Regions from separate parts of the Hordeum vulgare genome. Here region 1 is linked to region 2. Evidence: chromatin contacts called from public Hi-C data. All regions are on one chromosome and are shown on one strand. The core of a region is the stretch at or near the end of the contact, and the rest is flanking DNA. Distances in the headings are between cores, read along the strand shown. Region 1 has its middle 9.9 kb from the start of LOC123441275. Region 2 holds the start of LOC123442431 (anthranilate synthase beta subunit 1, chloroplastic-like).

Region 1 (6,787 bases), core at 3,584-6,083, 78 kb after region 2:
CCAACTTTTTATAGTAAGCATCATAATCATTTGGTTCGGCCATGAGGATAAATAAGATAGCACACACGAGCAAACCAAAAGCAAGCAAAAGAAAGGGCGAACGAAAAAGGCAAATAAAGAAAGGCAAATATTTTTGTAAATTTTGTTTTAGAAGTGGGGGAGAGAAAAACGAGAGGCAAATGGCAAATAATGTAAATGCAAGAGAAGAGTTTGCGATAGGTACTTGGTACATATTCTTCACTTGAATACTCCCCTGCAACGGCGCCAGAAATTCTTCCTCCTACTTCTTGAGCTTGCGTTGGTTTTTCCCTTGAAGAGGAAAGGGTGATGCAGCAAAGTAGAGACAAGTATTTCCCTCAGTTTGAGAACCAAGGTATCAATCCAGTAGGAGTATCAAGATGAGGCACCAATGCACCTGCGCAAAAACAAACAAACTTGCACCCAACGCGATAAAGGGGTTGTCAATCCCTTTACGATTACTTGCAAGGTGAATTCTGATAGTGATAATAGGTAAATATAAATAAATAAATAAAATTTCAGCAAAGTATTTTTGGTATTTTTGTATGTAAATCTGAATATATAATGTGTAAAATAGACCCGGGGGCCATAGTGTTCACTAGAGGCTTCTCTCATGATAACAAGTATTACGGTGGGTGAACGAATTACTGTGGAGCAATTGATAGAATCGCGCAAAGTCATGACGATATCTAAGGGAATGATCATACATATAGGCATCACATCCGAGACAAGTAGACCGATACTTTCTGCATCTACTACTATTACTCCACAGATCGACCGCTATCCAGCATGCATCTAGTGTATTAAGTTCATAACAAACAGAGTAACGCCTTAAGCAAGATGACATGATGTAGAGGGATAAATTCATGCAATATGATATAAACCCCATCTTTTTACCTTTGATGGAAACAACACGATGCGTGCCTCGCTACCCCTTCTGTCACTAGGCGAGGACACCGCACGGTATGAACCCAAAACCAAGCACTTCTCCCATTGCAAGAATTATAGATCAAGTTGGCCAAACGAAACCCATAACTCGAAGAGAATTACAAGGATACAAAATCATGCATATAAGAAATCAAAGGAGACTCAAATAATATTCATAGATAATCTGATCATAAATCCACAATTCATCGGATCTCGACAAACACACCGCAAAAGAAAGTTACATCGGATAGATCTCCATGAAGATCATGGAGAACTTTGTATTGAAGATCCTAGAGAGAGAAGAAGCCATCTAGATACTAGCTATGGACCCGAAGGTCTATGGTGAACTACTCACGTATCATCGGAGAGGCAATGGTGTTGATGAAGAAGCCCTCCGTGTCGCGGAAACGGAAGCTTGCGGCGGCAGAAAAGTATTTTCGTGGCTCTCCCTGTTGGTTTTGGGATTTTAGGGAATTTATAGGCGAAAGAGGTAGGGCAAAGGAGGCAAGGGGGGCCTACGAGCCTGCTGGGCGCCCCCCCCCCCCCCTAGGGCGCGCCTAGGGGGCTTGTGACCTCCCACGAGACCCTCTGCCTTGGTTCTCAAGTCTTCCGGGTATCTTTTCTTACGGAAAAAATCATCTCGCATGTTTTATTCTGTTTGGACTCCGTTTAATATTCTTATCTGAAAAGGTCAAAAACACGGAAAAAACAGAAACTGGCACTGGGCACTGAGTTAATAGGTTAGTCCCAAAAATGATATAAAATAGCATATAAATGCATATAAGACATCCCAAGTTGATAATATAATAGCATGGAACACTCAAAAATTATAGGTATGTTGGAGATGTATCACATACCCATCAAAAACGCCTATGGTTGTCAGGTCGCTTGACAGAGACAAGGACCCATTTAGGCTTAAGGGTGATGATGAAGAGATATTGGGACCAGAGCTTCCATATCTCAATGCCATCGGTGCACTAATGTATCTAGCAAACTGCACTAGACCTGATATAGCAGTTGCAGTTAATTTACTCGCTAGATACAACGCATCACTAACAAAAAGGCATTGGGTTGGTTTGAAGAATATTTTCAGATATCTTCAAGGCACCAAAGATCTTGGTTTATTCTATCAGAAAAATCAAGAGAGAACTATGGTGGGGTATTGCGATGCTGGATACTTGTCAGATCCCCATGATGCCAGAACGCAAACTGGTTTTGTCTTCTTACATGGAGGTACGGCCTTCTCTTGGAAGTCAACAAAGCAAACCTTAGTGGCAATGTCCACCAATCATCTAAGATAATTGCTTTGTTCGAAGCATCGCGTGAATGTGTATGGCTTCGCAAAATGATGAACTTTGTCCAATGTTCAAGTGGGATTGGTTCGGTAAAATCGCCCACTATTATCTACGAAGATAATGCTGCTTGCATTGCACAACTGCAAACGGGTTATATTAATAGCAATATTACAAAGCATATTTCTCCTAAATTATTTTATCCCCATGATCTGCAAGAGAAGGGGGAGATAAGTATTTTGCAAACGAAGTCATGCGATAATCTCGCTGATCTATTTACTAAGTCTGTACCAAGTTCTTTGTTCCATAAGTATGTAAATGAAATTGGTACGAGACGACTTCGAGACTTGCAAAATTCAGGGGGATAAATCTCCTAGGATATAACCTGTTAAGATCATGAGATTTTTGTATTGCACTCTTTTCCTTTGTGAGTTTTTCACATGGTTTCTCACGAAAGGTTTTTAATAAGGCAATATCAATGCAAGCATGGACGATATATGTCATTTTCTCCTTATTTTCCCACTGGGTTTTAGAAGGAGTTTTTAATGGCATATTGTATGTTTTCTTCTCAATTTTTCCCACAGGGTTTTGGAGGAGAATATTTCAAAGATGATGTGACTCAAGGACAACCCATGGCAACCGTTTGAAGCGCTCGCACGCCCCCACGATGGGATGCGTCCCTTCGTGGCGTTGGCGACAGTTCCGTTGTATTTAATCATCACGGGTCATCAATGAAAGAGATAGTCTGATTTAATCATTCTAAACAACTTTCTCCTATGGTGATCGTATAAATTTGCTACAACCGATGTCCAAATTTGCTATATTTGTTCACTAAAAAAGCTGCATATACGTTTGGTTGCAACCCCATTCGTCGGATTTTTTGCTACAACCGTATTAAATTTTTGCTACAACCGGTATCTTTTTTGCTGCAACCGTTCACTAAATAAGTTGCATACACGTTCATCAGAGTTGCAACCTGAGTTCATCGGATTGTTTTGCTACAACCCTTATTTTGTTTTGCTACCACGCATCATCAGCTTTGTTTTTTGTTACGACCACGTTGATATATTTTTTTGCTACAACTATGTTTTTGTTGCAACCGTAAACGAAAATTACTGCATCCTGGACGAAATTTATTGCATCGAGAAATTTTGCTGCATGGAGATCTAACGGTGCGGCCTGTGTGCAGCTGAGGGATTGGGCGGTCCGCGCGGGGCCGGTCGAAAGTTTTGACCGGCGCGCCGGCACAGAGCATTGTCCTTTTTGTTTTTAGATTCAAGTGTGTGTGATTTCTTTGCCAAGTCATCTTTTTATAATTCGGTTCATGTGGAGGATGGGGTCAGCAGATCGCCGCAGATCCGTCTGACTTCACATAAACGATGATTGACATACAAGCATTCGGAATGGTTTTCCTAGTACATGCGAGCGCATAAGCATGTCGTTATCAAAAAGCACAAGTGCGCAATTAATTAGTACATATGCAACATGTGTTCATGCGTTTATCTTTCATCCGAGTCATCTGACATAAACAACACATGCAGTTAGGTCCTCACAAGCCTCTGGTGTCTAGAGTCTAGACCATTCAGACACGAGAAATATCCTCCTCTAGGTTCCACAGATCAACGTCGGCGAGCAATCGATCAGCACGTACGCCACGAACCGGGAACAAACTAAAGGTTGCCGGTGCCCTAGAAAGCAAAAGAATCAAGTTTCAAAGAAAGGAAAGATTCAAAGCCAGGCAGCCACAAAGACCCGAGAGCGACCATGGCGGAGGACCATTTGTTGTTCGATGTGTCGCGCCTACCTGCCGCTAAATGCCGTCGATCTCTTCTTTTTCCACGACCATGGCATCCTTCTCTCCGATGCGGCCGCCGCGCCGCGCCGCACCGCACCGCGCGCCTTTTGCCGGCGCTTTGGTTCCTATATACACTTGCGTGATCGCACCGGATTCGGTGTGAGCAGATGGAGCTGGAGTTGGTTCGGACTTCGGAGCATGTATTATTTCCGGGCAAGAGCTATCTGTATCTAAAACGCAAGCATCGGAAGGAAGTTGCTGTAAATTGCCCAGCAGCTTCCGTTTGAAGCAGCATAGGGTTTTAGTACGAGATGCCACAGCCATACTGGCTGGCTGGTAGACGGACTAACAATAGCAGGTACGCTTGTGCAACTAGAGCTGATGGCTTTTCCTGTCTAGTTCAGGTTCGGGTTAGACGGGGTCGGTACGCTACGTACTAACTGGGATGGACGGCTTTTCACGGAAGTTTAATTAGCACTAGCTAGCACTACAACTTGAACTTGAGAGGAAGGCCGACTCGGTCGCTTAAGAAGTTAAGATCATTGCATTTTAGTGCATCTTATTATTGAAAGACTAGACGAGCTAAGCCAACTTGTAATACTGAATCCACAATTTCGGGCACTCTGTCTGCTTCTGGCAGCAGAAACCAAGGGAAAGTTTAATGGTCGGATAACACGTTATCATCATGAACGGTGACGATGATTGGGATGGGCCCAAATAATTTCGTCATGGGATCAGGACTCGCCCATGATCTGTGGTGTCGACCTTCTCGCACGCTCACACGTACGTACTCGAGCACATCATGCAGCACGCCAGCACTACCTAGCTACTTGTCTTTAGTGATCATCTTATCTTAGTAGGTACAGATCGAATCAACAAGGCCAACTTTAATCTGTAGACTGGTCGATAGATGGTTTTGTTGTGTGGAACAACTTCTCTTTTCTCGACATGATTGCTTGGACGACCAAAATATATAGGTCCAACGTACGTCGTCGAAAAAGAACGGCCCATTTGCTGCAATAAATCCCACAATGTTGAAAGACTAGATCAGCTCAAATAGGTGTGCATATATTCCTTTGCTTGGGTCTAAAGGCGGAAAATTCGGTGGCTAGTGAGCTATGGCGTCGAGTTCACCTCGATCGTGTTTTCGTTAGTTTAAGCATGGCATTTGGCCAAACGAAATTGGAAAGGAAGTTCCAGATGTTCTTTCTGTTCAAGCCTAGAAAGTATTCACCACCTCTTTCTAGACTGTCCTTTGGCTAAACTTGTTTGACGATCAATTCACATTGCTTTTAACATCGCTTCTCCTGTTGACTTGAACTCGTTATTTGGAACGTGGTTACAGGGAATTGATGTTCAATTGGCTAAATCTATTCGTGTCGGAGCATGTGCTCTTCTTTGGGCTTTATGGAATAGCAGAAATGATTTGGTTTTTAACAGAACTCATGATATCCAATTCTTGCAGGTTATCTACCGAATTACCGCACTGATCCGCACATGGTCGTTACTAACTCCTGTGGCAACCAGGGAGCTTATGGTTACTAGGTGTGCCCGCTGGGAGATGGTAGCACAGGGTATCTTCAACCGGTTTGAATGGCGGCATATTAATAGGATAGGTGTTTAGTCATCTTGATCTTTTAGCCATTCCAGGCTGCGGCGCAATGTTCGTCATGTATCTCTTTTTTTCCTTTTTATATACTATGTATTTACTGGATACTTATTTTGATTAATATATGGTTGTATGCATCACTCGATGCAGAGGCCGGGGCAACGCCTCCTTTTCGAAAAAAAGCATGGCATTTCAAGTGATCTCTAGTTTAATGGACTACGGCAGCTGCAGGTTACGTAAATGAAGTAGGTATCCATCCCTTATTCGGTAAACCACATGATCCCTTTCGATCGAAGCATATACTACCGCTTTAATCCTAGTGAAGTACAGATATGTAAGCTAGTAAATAATTTATTATGCAGCAAGTGTCGTCGATGCATATCTTAATAACACTTTGTCAAGAAGCTTTTCGTTTATGATTGATCCACTCAAGCAAGGCCTTGCTTAAGTTATCCAAAGGACTAAACTAAAATTCAATTTACAGAGCTGGGACAGCATCTATCATCTGAGGCCGTACCTTTACTCTCTGCCGCTCTTTTTCATCTCTAGGTGTTTCAGTGCTCGATCCCGTGTTGTCACCATAAAAATAGATACTTTCTCCAGAGCACTGGCTAGAAGACTAGAACTACTCTCCTCCTCGTCGGCTTATCTACAGACGCGCAAGCATGATTGGATGTGCTACCTTTTGCTGTGGATCAATTCAGATCGGTTCTGGTCGCGAAAATCATTCCTCCTATAGCTATATATCTTTGTCTCTCTTCCACAAGTGCCAACGCCGTGCTTTCAATTGTCTAATCGATCAAGAGCACTACTGGTCACCTAAAGCCAAAGCCCATCCACATCAGTGGCTCCAGCAACAACACTGGAGAAGATGCCGGCACTTGGCGCATCTCCAGCTTCAGAAAATGATAAGAATAGTCAATTTCAAGGCTAATTCGTGTGATCGACCGTACCAAGTGAAGCAAGGAAAAGAGAAATGAGGGAATATTATGTCTAGGAGCTGCTCCACGTAGTGGTCATCATATCCATCGATCATATCAACTTGCTTGCTGGCTTTGCAAATGTGACTGCCCTTGACCTCATAGCAACAGATAATAGAGGTGCCTCTCTTTCTTAGGGCATCTCCAATGGTGATAAGATAGTTGT
Region 2 (7,420 bases), core at 2,640-5,139:
TCATGTATATATGTGTTTTTGTCAGAATTTTTAGAATTGTACTTCCTCCGTTCCTAAATATAAGTCTTTTAAGATATTTCACTAGAAGTCTACATACAGAGCAAAATGAGTAAATCTACACTCTAAAGTATGTCTGTATACATCCGTATGTAGTCCACTAATGAAACCTCTTTAAAGACTTATATTTAGGAACGGAGGGAGTAGAAAATATGAAATTTGATGAAATTCGAAATTTTCAAAACCAAGCTCCATGTAGCTCGGCCTCCAAACACAATATTCTCCATAAAGTCTAGTAGTACTTGTTAGCAGACAGAAGGTTAGCTTTACATTTTTATCCGTTTAATTTAACGGGACATCCAGATCGCATCGGTCCTATGGTTTCCAGGAACTGTACCAGGAAAAACTTGAGTGTACCTGCAAATGCATTGAAAGGCCTTTTATGAAAGCCGGCCGGACAGTGTACCAGAAAAACTACATGTAGGCTAAAAAAAACTACATGTAGATAGAGGCATTCACTTACCATTTTCCAGATCATTTTTGGCCAAACATCTAGTACAGACTGAGGGCAAAAATGTTATATGATCAGAGAAACAACAGGGCCGAACAATGAAATGGAGCACAGCAAAGCTTGGCCCACCCGGAACCATTCAAGATGTTAAATAGCCTCTCAGCTTCCACTGATTTATCGCGGACAAAGAGCCACCACGATGCACAAAGTTGATCGAGTTTCGAAGGCCTCTCGATCGACAATGATATATTACAATGATTCAGTGAACCAAATGAATGGCAACGGAATGCTCTTTTCTCTTATTCCTTTACCCTTCCCGACGATAGCCCCTATCTAGCTCCCCTAAGTGCCCTGCTTCCCTGAATCCTCTAGTTCCCCTCTGAGGTCTGCTTCTCGAACTCCTCGACGTATCTCGCAAAGTTGAGGATGATTCTCTTGCCTTCAGGGGTGATGATACTCTCTGGGTGGAACTGAACCCCCTGAAAGAGTTACATCATATCAGTTAGCACTCACGACAACCACGGAATAACACCTCAGAGGGCCGTATGCATCGTCCGATGCAGAGGCCGGGGGTCTCATCCCCCATTTCGAGGAAAGAAAAAGAACACCTCAGGTATGGGTCGCGTGGTTGTGCCTTAGCGTCCTAAGCGACACATAATGTGGCCTCATGCGTGGAGTTGAGAAATACCTGGATATGCTTGTGCTTCTTGTGCCGAGCAGCCATGATAAGTCCATCTTCAGTCCATGCCGTGATTTCCAGTTCCTCGTGTGGGAAGCTTTCCTGCTCAATGACCAAGCTATGATATCTTGCAGCGGCAAAAGGGCTGTCCATGCAAGTGATTGAGGATCATGTCAAATCAAAAGGCTCACTCTGAACAAGTGCCATACTGAAAATGGGAACAGACGGAAACTTCTTCCAAGATAAAAGAAAGTACTCAAGACTAAAATTCTATCATCAATACCGACTGAATATGTTGAAATTCTGAATTGCCATTTCATGGCACATGCTACAGAATTTCTCAAGACAAACATAACTGCTCTAAAAAGGTAAACTGAGCCCAACAGCATTCCTAAATCCTAATTATCATGAAAACAGAAGCAATCATGAGATGTGTGCAACCTAATGTTTGCAATACCAGTGTCAGTTGACTGTGATGTAATGCAAGCTAGAACCTAAATATACATGGGATTTACTCAATGGTTGAAAAATCATACTTTGACAAGCCCTCGAATATACCCTTTCCTAAAACTTCGTCATAGTGAACAGGGGAGCTTTTTCCATGCATCACACCAGAAGGAACGCGAATAATCTTCCCTGTAAGAAGAAACATCAGCAAGATTGGTCATGGAAAACCTTACAGCCATAGAGACAAGTCTAACCTCCAAAAGCCTCTCCAATGCACTGCAGACCCATGCAAACTCCGAATATTGGGATGGTTGGCCCGAGTTCCAGAACAGCCTGCAATGATATACCTGAATCTTGTGGTTCACCTAAAGAAATATGGATGTAATAGTTAAGCTCAGAAGCTTAAAACCGTTATGAGATTCAACAAGAAAAACTTACCAGGCCCTGGAGAAATAAGTATTCCTCGTGGATTCATCCTACGAGAGATTAAATAAAGGAACATCATCAGCAAACTTGTGATACGTATAATCCCTTTAGATGGATCAGACAGAAAATAAATCATAATTGAACATGTGCTCTGAGAACTATACCTCTTTACATCCTCTATGGTAAGTTCATCATTGCGGTACACCTCAAAATTTAATCCAAGCTCCCCCATATACTGCATCAAACACTCAATTTCAGCAAGACTTGTTTTCTCATAGCATGTGTTTCATGGCATCTTAAAATCACGGTGCAAAAATAGACTTGACAATATCATAAGCATGTGCTTCTTAAGAAAGAAATATCCATGGCACATATTATTGTTGAATCTAAAAGAATTGTTTCGTTATATGTCCCTTAAAAAAACATTGTTCTTTTATGTGCAGTATTGCTCGTTAGTCCTTGCTACATTTTTTCTTCAGCAATTCTAAGAGACAACATGCTCAAGAGATAAACAAATTATCTCCAGGAATGTTTTTTCACAACAAAAAATGAAATACATATTGCTAACACTTCTAAAAGTATACTAGTCATGTTAACTTGGGTAACGTAATCAAGATATAGACAAATAATATTCCCCAATGATATACTTTTGTGGTTCCTGTTACAGATTAACATGACCTTTAACGAGTCAATTTTGTCTAGTTCACGAACCAGCCAAAATGTTAAGCAGCCTCAGCTTCCATTCTAAATGACAAATACTTCAAAAACCTTGTTTCAAACAAATACTTGAAAAAGAAGTCAGTCAGCACTTGAAGATAATCCACAGAAACAGGCACATAACCTAACCAAATCATGCATTCTTGATTCTAATTTGGACGTTCCAGGCTGGGGGTGCTACACAGAAAGGCCACATTTTGAAATGGAAAATTGTTTAATAGTTCCGAGGATCCAACTTTGTAATTCTAAGAAAATTTCTCTTGCACCTTTGGTTGGCAATTAGTTATCATCCGCTGTCAACATTTTTTAGGACAACTAGATATTAACAGCATGTGCAGCAGATTCATATTAGTTCTCAAATGCACAAAAACTATTAGCAGATTCATATTACTTCTCAAATGTATGAAAACTACTAGCAGATTCATGCTACTTCTCAAATGTAGAAATACTACATTTATGTAAAGTCTCCAAGCGGGCACCTCTAAAATCATTTGATCTTAGTGCAAACGAAGAGGCGAAACAAAAATGGAATTACTTATAAAAGAATTCGTGACTTTAACCACTACCTGTGAAACCATATACCTGACACAGGTTGTAGGTAAAGCTATCGTAGTTGTCGATAACGATGATGGGCTTCTTCACCGTTGACGGGACGGACGCCGGCGCCGGCACGGCCGACCCGGTGGCAACGACCACCAGCTTCACGGCCCTCCTACCACTGAGGGCCAACAAGCCTTTCTCAGTACCTGCGGGGGTTGGGGAAGGGATCCAGTCAAAGCAAGATACGGTAGACCAGCATCAAGATGGAGGCATAAAGCATGGAGCGATTCGTACGGTGAGTTGCGGGAAGGCGCGCGAAACCGGCGGTTGTCGATGTCGCCCCAGAACGCAACGCAGCGGCTGCCGGTGAGGAGGCGGCGGCGGCAAGGTGGGAGCAGGCCATACCGGCGAGGAGGGAGGAGGTGCGACAGATGGCAGTGAAGGGCCTGATACGGAGCGGCGGCGGGGGCAGGTGGTGCGGTCGTAGCGGTGGCGGTGGTGCGGTGCTGGCTAGCCTGCCGGCGAGCCGGCGAGCGGTAGTTGCGGTCTTGCAGGTGGCGAGCTGCGGCTGAGGCCGGAAGGAGATGGGCTGGGCTAAAACAAAGCAAAGCAAATGGGCTCCTTGGTAGAGCTGTTGGGTTTTGGTTCTTCGGGCTCGGGTTTCTTGGAATAGGCCGTCATTCGTGAGGCTCTTGGACTGGGCTCCAGTCCAGTTGGGCTATTGGGTTATCTTGGAATAAGAAGCCCAGTCTCCAGAAAAACAAAAGTTGACAAGTTGTCGCGAACTATTCGTAGTTGGATAGTTTGAAGGACAATGACATCTTTTATCCATCAGAGTTTAAGGGGGTGTTTGGTTACAGGGACTTATTAGGGACTTATAACGTATAAGTTTTTCTAAATTCCATCTAAACCAAACATAAGGGACTTATAAGGACTTAAAGTGGGCATTTGGGACTTATGAAATAAGACTCTCAAGGAGAGTCTTATAGGGGCTTATGGATGTAATTAGTCCATGTTAAGTCCTAGGAACCAAACAGGTAGGAACTTTTTAGTGACTTAGGCCCTGTTTGGTTCATAAGTCCTAGGACTTTTTTTAGTCCTAACTTATAAGTCCTAAGTCCCTAAAAAGTTCTTACCTGTTTGGTTCCTATGACTTAACATGGATTAAAAGACCATATTACAACTATAAGTCCCTCCTTGAGAGTCTTATTTCGTAAGTCTCAAATGCCCACTTTAAGTCCCTATAAGTCCCTCCTGTTTGGTCTAGATGGGACTTATAAGTTCTAAGTCCCTAATAAGTCCCTGTAACCAAACACCCTCTAGGACTTATAAGTTTGGACTAAAAAAAGTCCTAGGACTTATGAACCAAACAGAGCCTAAGTCCTAGACTTAATTTTGGTGTTCATATTTTTTATATTTATTTTAAATTTTCTTTGTGATGTGTATTCAATGAAAGAAGATGTTCCCAACTATAAAGGCGTCTGTGACGATTTCGACAATCTTAAGATAATATACCGACTCATTATTTTAAAGATGCTCATGAAGATAGGATGTGCATACACAGTGGCGTATCTAGGGGATGTGCTGGATATGCCATGACACACCCAGAATTTTGGAAAGCATTTTTTTACCATATAAAAATTAGCAGATTTTAAAGACCCATCCAAACCAATTAAAAAAGACCTAATATTTTAAAAGTGTGCACACCCTCCATCCATTTTATTTCTAGCTATGTCACTGTGTGTACGTATGATCATAAAGATGAATGTATGTGTATATATATGAACGCATGTGTATATAGTGTGTTAAAAAAAAATGTTTGGTGTATTTGCAATTCTATATTTTTAGCGTCAGTGTGTATGTGGTTAAACACTCGATCGATACGTGGTTCAATTCGGATCGAACCACCAACGCCACCACTACTCCATGCGTGACACGACCTGCGTCGGCTGCTGTCTGCATGCATATGCAAGCGCCATGCGCCATCCGCCATCCGCCATCCCTAGAGGTGGAGCCGGCCAATTTAGACTTGAGAGTAGCTAGTACTCCCTCCGTTTCTAAATATAAGTCTTTTAATTTTTTTTAAAGATCTACATACGAAGCAAAATAAATAAATATACATTTTTATATAAGTTTATATACATCCGTATATACTCTCTTCGTTCTAAAATATAAGACTTTTTAGAGATTTTACTAGAAGACTACATACGAAACAAAATAAGTGAATGTACACTCTAAAATATGTCTATATACATCCGTATGTAGTTTATAGTGCAATCCCTAAAAGGTCTTATATTTAGGAACGGAGGGACTAGTTTACTAGTAAAACCTTTAAAAAAACTTATATTTAGAAACGGAGGAAGTACTACTTATAAGTGGCCATTATTCGCTCCCTGATGTTACTCACCTGCACGGCCGACCGGACGCATGGCATGTGGTGTCCCCCTACTCCTCGATCGATCTGATCCAACCACCACCACAACAGACCGTGCCGGCAAGGCACGAGCTCTACTGCCACTCTGCTTTTACCACCAGCTGGTATGGTAGCAGCTGAGACGAGATCGTATGTGCCCTGTCCTTCTCAAATGATTATTTTGTCATGCGCGCGTGATCACCACCACCAGCATCACCCGCAAAGTTGAATGAACTGAAACCACTTGACAACGGAAACTCGCTCGATCCAGCCAAACGAACGAAGGATGGTTTCTCTAAAATAGAGGAGGATATGGACGAGTAAATCTCAATGAAGTATATTTACTTCACTAACTATTACCCGGACCTAGCTGATTCCTAAAGTACAACGGAATATCATTTTGTTTTTCCTCATTTACATAATTCTAGTTTACATTGCAACTACATATTAGAATATCTACAGTCGGACCTTGCAAATCCGACCCCTCAAACACCCGCAGACGCGTTCACGGACACTGACCGGTCACGACTTAAATAATTTATTCTATATCCGGACATCTCATATTAAAATCCTCAAATCCATACAAAAGCATGCAAAATATGAAACTTACGTGCTAGGTAGAACCTATCTACTCCTCGTGAGAGATGTCGACGATCTCCGTAACCTCCGCGGATAAATGGCAGCCTGCCGCAGCTCCGCCCCCTCCGGCTGCTCCGCCACGGCCTCTTGTGCCTTAATCTCTGCCGGATGTCGGCCTCCGCCTGCCTCTGCCGGATGAGCCAGCGGTTGGATCCACCTCGGCCTCATCCCGGATGGAATCCAGGATGGCCTGCTGCTCCGTCATCTCCTTCGATTGGGCAACGACGAACTCCTCCGCCGCCTCCGCCTTCCTCAAGATGGGAGCCTCCTCCTCCGGGTCGTCCTCCTTCATGGCCTCCGGCTACTCCTCCACCTTCTCCATCGAGTACGGAGGGAGACCCGCAGCTATGCGGGCGACGCGGCGAGCTTGGATCTCTGCCTCGATTTGAAGGCGCCGCTCCGGAGTGAGCTGCGCATAGGTGGTGATGAGCTGTCGGACCATCCTGATGGAGAGGGAACTACGAGAGGAGGTGAACGAGCTCGGGTGGCGTAGGAGAGATGGAGGAGGCGGATGAGCTAGGGATGGGGTCGTTGACCGGCTAATATAGCCGACCCCGATCTCGGGCGGGGAGCCGGAGCGGCGCCATGCATCGTTCACACCGTGCCGACAGTCGACACGTCCGTCGGACCGTCTGGTTTCTGGCGAGTCCGCGAGGGGCCAAGCCGTCAGGACGACGTGGCGGACGTGCCCGGACGCCACATATTTACCCCCATATCTGGTTTGGAAATGGGGGATGCCTGTCAGTCCGGGCGTTCGAGGCCGACCTGAATCGAAGTTTATGACCGGGCAGTGCCCGGACGGTGTGCCCGGACGCTTGAGAAGGTTTTGAAGCGGTCGGTTGTAGATGCTCGCGCGCGCGCGCACACACACACACAAATTTTGTCTACCACCGGTGATAGTTACTACCACTTGCGTTTTGTATGTTGTATGTGATATCTATCAAATCGAAGAATATGTACACGTAGTATGTAGTATATAATATTTTTTTGTAGTATGTATCATATTTTGTGTATGTTTTTTTTATGTACAAAAATATATGTATTTCAGAAA

Evidence for each region. Hi-C and Micro-C count contacts between places; a contact is called where the count stands out from the background.
Region 1: a contact with region 2 is called in a Hi-C map of seedling, with 3 times the contacts expected there. The contact joins the enhancer-like site here to the promoter of LOC123442431 in region 2. A contact is called at or near these places in 2 of 6 Hi-C or Micro-C datasets (leaf and seedling).

What each region holds. Positions count from the first base shown.
Region 1 is chr3H:6,859,623-6,866,409 of MorexV3_pseudomolecules_assembly, forward strand. No RefSeq gene overlaps it. Among protein-coding and RNA genes, the nearest start is that of LOC123441275, 9.9 kb to the right of the region's middle. Within about 2 kb of position 4,834, at least 2 of the 3 cell types and tissues checked have open chromatin away from gene starts, as enhancers often do. A contact at or near this core is called in leaf and seedling, where this site is marked.
Region 2 is chr3H:6,782,650-6,790,069 of MorexV3_pseudomolecules_assembly, forward strand. LOC123442431 (anthranilate synthase beta subunit 1, chloroplastic-like) reads right to left here and starts at 3,890. Exons shown (of 8, transcript XM_045118480.1): 1 at 3,612-3,890; 2 at 3,360-3,523; 3 at 2,225-2,295; 4 at 2,073-2,110; 5 at 1,889-1,999; 6 at 1,724-1,823; 7 at 1,197-1,332; 8 at 613-987. The coding sequence starts at 3,720. The coding sequence ends at 877.